Linked DNA regions of Anas platyrhynchos: region 2 is linked to region 1. Evidence: chromatin contacts called from public Hi-C data. All regions are on one chromosome and are shown on one strand. Each heading gives the region's core, a stretch centred on a gene start, on an enhancer-like site or on the middle of the called end of the contact. The rest is flanking DNA. Distances are from core to core; before and after follow the strand shown.

Region 1 (4,552 bases), core at 733-3,232:
CTTTTTAGCTGAGATGGGAAATGGAAGAGCTGATATTCAGTTCTTTCAAAACTTTTCACAGAATCATCACAATATTTTTCAATACAAAGACAAACAAAAACAAGTTTTAACCTGAAAAAAAATGTCTGTCTTGTTAAATATAAAAAGCTGGTATTTATTTCATATAGTCAGACAGATAATAGTCATACTCCAAATCATGAAAAGTCTGTATTTGTCAACTAACAACACTTTTTTTGGGAAAGTTTTCATTAAATGCCACTTTCCAGTGAGTAAAAAACACACATTTTTGAACATAATGCTAAAAACAGTCTCAAGTGAAAGAGTAAAGCTCATTAGAAGGCCTGTTCCAGCTGAGGAATCCAAACCAAGGGCATCAGAACTCAAGGTATCCCATTTAAACAATCACTGGTCCTCAAAGACGGACTAGCAAGCAGCCAGAAGGCAATCTCTAAAAACACAGACTCCCTGCTGCTGCAGGACGGAGGCACAGTCATAGTCAGATGGCTACTTCTGAAAGTTTTTCAGAAGAAATTACCTCAGCCTTTTTACTCTGAGAACCATGGCCTCCTTGAGCTTACTATAGGAAGGTTTTCTTTGTGACAGGGACAAGTTTCATGGGACAAATCTTCTTAGGGGATAAAAATGAGAAGCCTGCCGTCAGGACCCAGACAGGAGTTTAAATTCTCCCATGTGCAAAGATCCAGCCCCAAAAGGCCGAGGTGTTCCCCAAGCCCCATTGACCAGCTCTCAGGAGGATGCTGAGAAACATTTGAGCCGCTCATTGTGTGATTCTGTGAGCCTGAGATCCTGTTCCTGAGCCATGAGCAGGGACATTTGTCTTCTTCCCTGGGAGCAGTGCAGAACCACCCATGCTTCGTGATACGCATCAGAACAGGACTCCTCAAGCAACGCCCAACAGCAGCAACGCCAGGAAGAGATACTGCATCAGGAAGAAGATTTCCCTTTCGTTTTAACACATTTTAAATGAATGAATAATTCATCCTGGATGACTTTGAGCTGAGGCGACTCTCCATGTTACCACCTGATTATATGTTCCATAAAAAGAGATGACAGCAATTTATCTCTTTTCTCTTGCCGGGTGGGCTCATGGGGGGATAAATATGCTGCCACCAAACTGGAGTGATGAATCATCCCTCAGAGCAACCAGCGACATTTTTAGTGATTTGGCATTTAGTGCTTCCCAGCGGGAGTGGTAAAGAGAGGAACATCAGCATAAACCTTCAGGAAAGGAGGGAAAACTCTGGGCAATGGAGGGCTTTGTTCCCTCTGTTCATCTCCATAGGATTAATTCGTTGCTGAATACCCAGCAAAGGCACCTGGGCAGAAGAGCCTTTCTCCTGAAAGCGGTGGAGTCTGTAAAGATCAGGTGCTCACACCGCTGTCTGGTGTTAAGGAAAACAACTAATAAGTCTTACCCTGTTTTATTATTGATTGAACGGTGGGGTTGGGCTGGAGAAGAGCTCCGTTCGACATTGCCCAGAATCATGCTTCTTTCCCCTGGGTCACTTGTCTAACAAGTTGTATAGCATGTGCCAGCCTTTCAGCTGGAAAATGGGAGGGAGAGAGATTTGTGCTGGGCATTAAAGCACGCTTAAAGGCGAGAGAGGACTTGAAGAGGGTGCTGCTGTGGCTACAGGGGCTCTGTTCTTTTACCCATTCCCACTTAGGCCAACCTGAGCCTCTCCCAGGAGGGGACCATTAGTTCTGCATGGGGCTTTTTGGATGATCTGAAACCACCAAGCACAGATCTTTTAGGGGAAAATCTGAGAAGCAAGGGCTTGCTTTCTTAAACAAGATGCCCTGATATTACTGCAGTCCTTTATGGGACATCCCTTACATTTATGGGCATATAGATAACTGCTGTCATGCTACAGCAAGCCAAAGGCAGCCAAGCGCCCAGTGCTCTTGCCCCCAGACAACACACCCTGGCTCTAAGTTTTCTCCCCTTGCTGCAGCCCCTCTCCCACACAGCCTCATGCTGTGCTCTGCCATCAAATGCACCCACCAGCACAGCAAATGAAACATTTCCTCGTGCACATATTGTGCTGTGCACATCCACACCTCTGGTGCCTTTACCTTCACACTTTGTTCTGCTATTTCTGTCCTCCTTGCTACTCCCAGCCTGCAAGGGGCTGATACAGCATGTAAATGTGCTACAAAGACACATCCTCCCCGCCCCCGTGCTGGCTATGGGGAACATAAAACACAGCGGAGATTGCTGCTATTTTATTATTTATGAAGCTTTGGTTATTTCATGTATAAATAATCCATGACTGCAAAGTGTTGCTGGCACTGTAATTGAATATTCATGAGGTATTTTTGTTGAGAATTTTCACCATCGTTGCAAACCCAGACACAAAACTAAAAATCATCATAATAAAAATTTCATCTGTCATTTCACAGTTTCAACCTCTGGGAAACAAAATCTCTCTCTCGTCCACCCTGAGGAATTCCTGAGACAGGGGAACGAAGCAGTGGGGTTAATCTGGAAGGCAGGTTCATGCTGCATTGGAAAGAAGCAGGCACATCCTGCATCCAGCTCTGCCTGCTGTCCCTTAACGTTGTCAGGATGCTTCATCTGTGGATGTTTGCTGTCTGCAAGGAGCAAATGCAAATTTCCCCCTCTCCTTCCTAGAAACATCTCTCTTTTCAGGTTTAATCTTAGCCAGAACCTTGATAGAGAAGCACCCAAGTGGGATTGCTCGGCAAGCAAAATGGAAGCATGTTGCTGCCACCCTGTGGAAAATGGTAGCCCCCAATTTTTGGGACCACTCTGGAGATTCACAAAGCTACAGCTAGTATGGTGGTTACAAAGATTTGTGAGGCAGTCGTTGTCCTGATGAGACCCAGGGGTGAATAAACTGGGGATTTTCCTTGATGTAATTGTAGGATCTGCACAGCCGAGGTTTGGGTGCCTGCAGGTATGATCGATGCTGCCTCTGCTACACCCGTGGTGGACAGGAGGCACGTGCAGCATGGGGATGGAGCACTACTGCTGCACGGGCTCTCATGGACACTTTGGCAAATTCCTGGATGCCTGCAAAGAACAAGTGCCTCTTGCATCCCAGGATAGCCTAACGTGCAGCTTTTCTTGCTTGTCATGCTGAGATTCCCTTTTTCTTCTCCCAAGGCTCTTTATTCACTGTGCCCTTCAGTTCCTTCTACTCCACCCCCAAAAAGGCAAGTGGGGACCAACCAAAAGATAGCAGCACTATCCAGACACTTCCCTTCCCCTGCTTTTTCTCCATAACTTCTGGTCCTACTAGTGAGGAGGCTCTGCAGCTGCCTGCATGGCACATGCCCCCTGCCCCTTATCATCCACTGTTCCAGTTCCAGTTCTCCCCTACATGTTCCTCCATGTGATAGCTCCTTCCTTTTCCAGTTCTGTGAAAAACTGCATTGCAGAGAAAGCAAACAGCAATAGAAGAGACAACATGTTCCCAGCCCTTCTCACCCAGCCTCCTCGAATCCAAAAAGGGGCACACGAGCACCTAGCAGCCAGCTCTGAGATCCAGAGCCACTCCATTCTGCCAGGCCCACATGCATGTGGGGTATGTGAGGCTATGTCCCATCAGCGCATCACAGATGGGGACAGAGCTCTCAGAGCACTTTGCCTTCCAGAGTGATTTATGGGCCCTGTCAATCCAGCAGACTGAACTGCAGAGACAGCTGGAGCGTGCAGCACAGAGCAGCAATCCATCACCACCGGGTGGGAGTCACCCAGGAATCTATCAAGAGCTTCATCATGGTGACATCTTTGCAGAGGCAGAAAGAGAAACAAAGGAAAAAGGAGGCAGAGTGAGCCAAGAGTGGAAAATCCACCTGGCTTTTCTCAGAACTTCAAAGCTACAGAAGAAAAACAATATTACAGATACAACAAATATTTTTGGTGTTTGTAGTGACTCAGGTGGACCTGCTTTAGAGCCACAAATGACGTTTCACACAGCTGGGCAGGGTGCTCTGGTGCCAGCCATATGAGCAGTAACCAGAGATTGCTTTCCCATTTGCTAGTTACAGAGCTTCGTGGTAGTTATTAATCATTTCCAGGTATGACAACTGGATGGTTTTGATGGCAAAGGCATTTTATTGCTGGGGAGATGCCACTGATGATGCCCTGTACTTGAAGAAATCGAAAGCAAGCTGCAGCATTTCACTGTATCACAGAATTGTCTAGGTTGGAAGAGACCTCAAGATCATCGAGTCCAACCTCTATGGCAGTGGGGTTTGTACTGTAACCTAAACATGACTCCTCAGCAGGAGCCAACCTGCTGCCCTGAAGTGCAGCCACACGTGTGACCCGAGACCCACAAGGACATCTGCACATATGAAGTCACAGTAACATACAGGATACTTAGACAAGGCCCCCAGATTCCCCCAAGTCCAGAAAAATGTGTGTACAACAGCTCGGCACATACAGAGGACAGGGGCACACACAGAGGTGTAACTGCGTGCCATCTATCAGCATGGTAGGAATACAGAAAGCAAACGCAGAGACGCACAGAGATTCACGCTCCCCTGTGTGGTGCCATGA
Region 2 (4,552 bases), core at 1,250-3,749, 52 kb before region 1:
AGCATGTTTTCAGAGGGAAAATGCTCTGTAGGAGACATCCCTCACACTGCAGCCCTTTTGAAGTGCTGCCGTTTGTTTCTTAGTGCCTTCCTGTCTGGAACTCAGACCTTTCTTCCTCCCCTTTCCCATCCCAAACGTCCTGCTCGATGCAGCATTAGGGAAACCGATGTTTCCTGCCTGTCCCCAAAGTTAACAGAGCCGCATCACCAACTGTTTCTGTGGGCCATGTATTTATCAACCTCAGCCCTGACCTGAGCGAGCAAAACAGCTTCTGGATGCCACCGGGTCAGGCCCGAATTCAAACTGCCAGCCGCTTCTTTCTTCCTCAGGCAACACCAGTGCTCAGAATTATGTTAAATATTTCCCAGCTGCAGCAACAATCCCTTCCCCAAAGAGCGCAGCGGCGAAGGCAGGCGGCCAGCCAGCCCCCTCTTTTATTGGATACCATTTCTCATGCATTTCGCGGGAGCCAGATGGCACCATCTGAACAGCAGTGAGCCGGGAAGCCTTCAGCCGTGGCAGTGGAAGGGAAACGTGCCCCAGCCCCACGCACAGCAGCGCGGCGCTGGAGCCAGCCCCGGCTCGGGCAGGGAGCGCAGCTGCAGCCTGGCTCTGCCCGACGGGCTCGGGGTGCAGCTCGGCGCAGGATGCTGAGGTTTTTCTAAGCAGCAGCAGGAATTCGCACGTGCAGACCTAAATTGCTGCTGCTGACAGGTGCAGCCCCGCAGCTTTGGGGGCAGGTCGGTGCCCCAGTTCGGAAGGTCTCTGGGGAAGGAAGGCTCGGCTGCAGATTGCACACAAAAAAAAGGAAGAGAAGTAAAGGGAGGCGAAGCGTATTCCGCACCCCTGCTGAGCGGGGGGCATTTTCCTTGCAATTAAGTGAAGTTAATGGTTTTATGGAAGTTATTTGTTTAAAAGGCCTTCGCTGCTCTGTTTAATGGAGTTTCACCAGCACTCCCCAAAGGCGCACAGACTGCATTAGGATCCCCGAGCTCGCATCCTAACCAAACAAGTCTTCTCACCCTGACATCTTTGCCCTGCACGTTCGGAGTGTAGGAGTACCAGGGCAGCCGTGCCTCCTGTGCTCACCTTTCCACTGGAGTCCCAAAGCCCCAGGATGTCCTGAATATTCATGATATAAACATTAGCAATAAGGATTGTGCAATTTGGACAAAGATATATTTTAGGCGGAAGAACCGGGAGAGAACAACTGAGAGAGAATCTTTACTCCTGAGCTCTGGGAACTACTGAATAGCATTTTCCTGAGCTGTAACTGGTGGTTTTAAAATGCAAATCAGTCTTGGGTTTTGAGAGACATTGTAAAAAAAAAAAAGGCCCATGCAGCAAAGCTTTATTGTCTTGTAATGAATGCGGGATTTGCCGAGCTGCTTCGTGCCAGTGAATGCACAGTGGATGCAGGCCAGGGACTCGAGAAGTCCTGAGGCTTGTCCCCAGCCAGCTCTGCCACTGACTCACCGTGCAACCTTGAACATGACATCCTTTCCTTTATTTCAGCATCCTCATCAGAGGACAGAGGGAAGGGGAGAGGGATGAGGCCATTTCTGTGCCTCCTGGTGACGTTATACATTACAGGTCACTCCGAGGTGGAAGCCAGCAGAACAAATGCAGCAGCTGTCTCCCTGCAGGGACCGATGAATCAGGGTAGTGTTGCCTTGTTCTTAACGGTATTCCTCTCATGAATGCTGCTCTACTTCTACTTCTCCTATTCCTATTCCTATTCCTATTCCTATTCCTATCCCTATTCCTTGAGCCCCAGAGTGTGCAGAAAACCCTCCACAATTGTCCTCTTCTTCTCCACATCCACCTGTAGAGCATCAAATACCATTTTACCTGCCCCTTAGTTAAAGAGCTCTTCCTAAATAGGCTCTACACTACAAATCATAGTAGGAATTGAGCACAGAAAGGGAGACGTGATGTGAACTTTTACCATAGATAGATTTTCTTCAAATTAATAATGATATACACAAAAAATAACAGTCAACACAGAGGCAGGATGGCCTGAGGCTCATGGCAGTCAGAGGACCCCTCTATTTCCATTGTTGCTCTGCCATAGATCCCCTCTGGGACCTTGAAAAAGTCACCCTGGCTCTCTCTGCTTTGGCCTTCCTTTAGCCTTTTGCTCCCTTCTCTACAGCCTGGTGGTGGGAGAGCTTTGGGGAGCCATTTATTTGCTCACTGCTGCCTCTCCTTATCAGCTGCCTTCATTGCTCTCAGCCCCCAGTGATTGTGAATTTGGCCCTGAAGGGTAAGCTGCTGTTTTCTCAACGTGCCCCTTCAGAGCTGCCCTGTGCCAGCCGCAGCCTGCAGGTGCCTCCCCCTGCGCTCTGCCCTGGGTGCAGCACCGAGGGAAGGCTGCCGAATGTGGCATTTAGAAACTTTGCTTCATTCCGCAAGGTCACCTCAAAGAGGCCAAAAATCCCAGCCGGCTCACGCCAGCCTTCACTTATGACTCACCAGAGAGAATATTAACTGGTGAGGAGAGGCAAAGAGCGCCGTGTTCCACTGCCAGTCCCCTGAGGCCCCTGACACCGCGGAGGGAGCGCTGTTAGCCGAGCTCTTCAACCGCTTTTCGCTGACAGAAATGCCCTGGCAGCTGCCTGACCTCCGTGTAGCACCACTCGCAGGTCCCCTCAGCCGCCGTGTCACCGACAGAAGTCACGCACAGCCCTCTGTGTCCTGACGCATTTCAGAAGCGAGCTGAAGGCAAAATCCTGCAGGAGGAAGGCGCCGCAGGAGCAGCAGTCACACCGGGGACAAGTCAAGGCATTTTGGTAATAAAAAGCCAATATTTTCAAATCGGGATGCCCAAAGGTAGGTTTTCTAATCCATATTTAAACACCTGAGCATTAGGCCTGCAGCTCCCATCACCTGTAACAGAATTTCTGAGTGCTCAAAGCTTTTCAGACCCGGCCGTTTGTTTCCAAATACCTAAATGGGAATAAAGAGCTTCTCAGGAAATGCTTTACTGTGCCAGCAAAAAATTTCATCTCTTCAGAGGAAACACAAATCTTTACGAAGCACTGTCTGGAACCCAAGATATATTAGTTTAAGCTGAAATATTTGGGGTTTCAGATATTACTTTCTGATGTAATAAAAATAAAATATGCTTAAGCAAAGCACTCTCTCACTCCTTTTCCCACCAGCTTTGCAGTGGGGACAATCAGCAGGTTCTGCATAGTGGTAGAGGCTGTATGAAAATGCTTCTGAGCATCAGGTGGAAGAACTGCCCAGTTCAGGAAGCCAGAACAGAAAAAGAATCAGAAAAAGGAAGACAAGAAATGAAATTAAACCATTCACATGCTGAAATAAGGCTGCATACCCACTGCCGCTTTGGAAATGTTACCAATCTCTTTGGCCACTGGAGAACCAGGAGAGCCTGCAAAGGTGACTGTGGGTAAGAAAATTAGCAGAAAGCAAAAATTCCCATAAAACAGCAAAGATTCCCAGAAAAAAAAAAAAAATAGTAGCAAAGTGCTAGGTCAGAAAATTCCTGGAAAACAAGAAGTTCCTAGGAAGGTTCTAGGTCAGAAATTCCTAGCAAGGAAAATGATTTCTGGAAAGCAGCAACTTTCTCTCCTGGTGTAAATCACCATCAGCAGTGTGTGGGAAATGTTCCAGCACGCACGTACAAACCCAGGGCACATTCTGGCCTAATGATTAATGCAAGAGAAGATGACACTCCAATTCCACGCATTTATATCAGGTATTTTTCCTATTAATGTCACTTATCTGGAAAAAAAATAAAATAAAAGTGTGTGTGGGGAAACAGAGGCCAGATTCATAGCTGCTGTAAATCAATCCCGTTCCATCCTGACCTCAGAGAGGTAAGCTGGTTCCTAGCAATGGAGCACATGGCTAATATGCAAACACCCAGTGGTGGGGGTTCTGTACGGTAACTGCTTGGCAAATAAATCTTTTGTCCCCACTTTAAAATAGCTCACATAGCTATCTCAGCATCGGCTATTTATACATTGGGAAGCTAAGCAGCTAAGTCTTTCATCTCCGGACCCTTGCACCTAGCATTCTGCATCCTGCCTTAGTTGCTGTACCAGAAATAAAAGCTCGTGCTGTTTTCACACCCCAAGCAAACAGGGAGCACAACTGAAACCCTCCACCTGTTCACAGCGATGCTTTGTACATTGCTTCATGCAGGTGTTTCCCTCTGAATACCAGCCTGAATATATTTGAACATCACGGGGAAGGAAGTCAAAGCTTGTGCTGGTTCTCTCCCAGGGACCCAAAAATGCCCGGCACAGGGGCCATGCATGTGTCCGAGCATCTCAGCCCAGGCAGAGGGGAGATGTGGCTTGGTTTCTACCCAAGAGGGTGGTTTCAGGCTCTGGCAGGGCAGCTCTGCCTGTTGCAGTGTCTCCAGGTCATTTCCTAGAGCCTGTCCCACCCATGTCAGTGGGTTTGGGTCTGTGTGGCTGGCTGTGAACTGGGGCCACAGCAGTGTGGGGACAGACCCAGCTGTGCTGCCTCCAGGGTGGACAGAGGGACTGCTGGCACGTGGCTATAACTGAGAACTCAA

Evidence for each region. A called contact is a pair of places that touch in the nucleus more often than the background predicts.
Region 2: a Hi-C map of skeletal muscle shows a contact between it and region 1, with 2.0 times the contacts expected there. The contact joins two enhancer-like sites. A contact is called at or near these places in 4 of 8 Hi-C or Micro-C datasets (liver, skeletal muscle and subcutaneous adipose tissue).

Annotation. Positions count from the first base shown.
Region 1 is chr22:5,077,456-5,082,007 of IASCAAS_PekinDuck_T2T, reverse strand. The region is part of intron 3 of DISP3 (dispatched RND transporter family member 3); the gene reads right to left. Among named protein-coding and RNA genes, the nearest start is that of DISP3, 36 kb to the right of the region's middle. Within about 2 kb of position 1,982, at least 1 of the 8 cell types and tissues checked has an H3K27ac peak or open chromatin away from gene starts, as enhancers often do.
Region 2 is chr22:5,130,173-5,134,724 of IASCAAS_PekinDuck_T2T, reverse strand. All of the region lies in intron 4 of DISP3 (dispatched RND transporter family member 3), which reads right to left. Among named protein-coding and RNA genes, the nearest start is that of DISP3, 88 kb to the right of the region's middle. Within about 2 kb of position 2,499, at least 2 of the 8 cell types and tissues checked have an H3K27ac peak or open chromatin away from gene starts, as enhancers often do.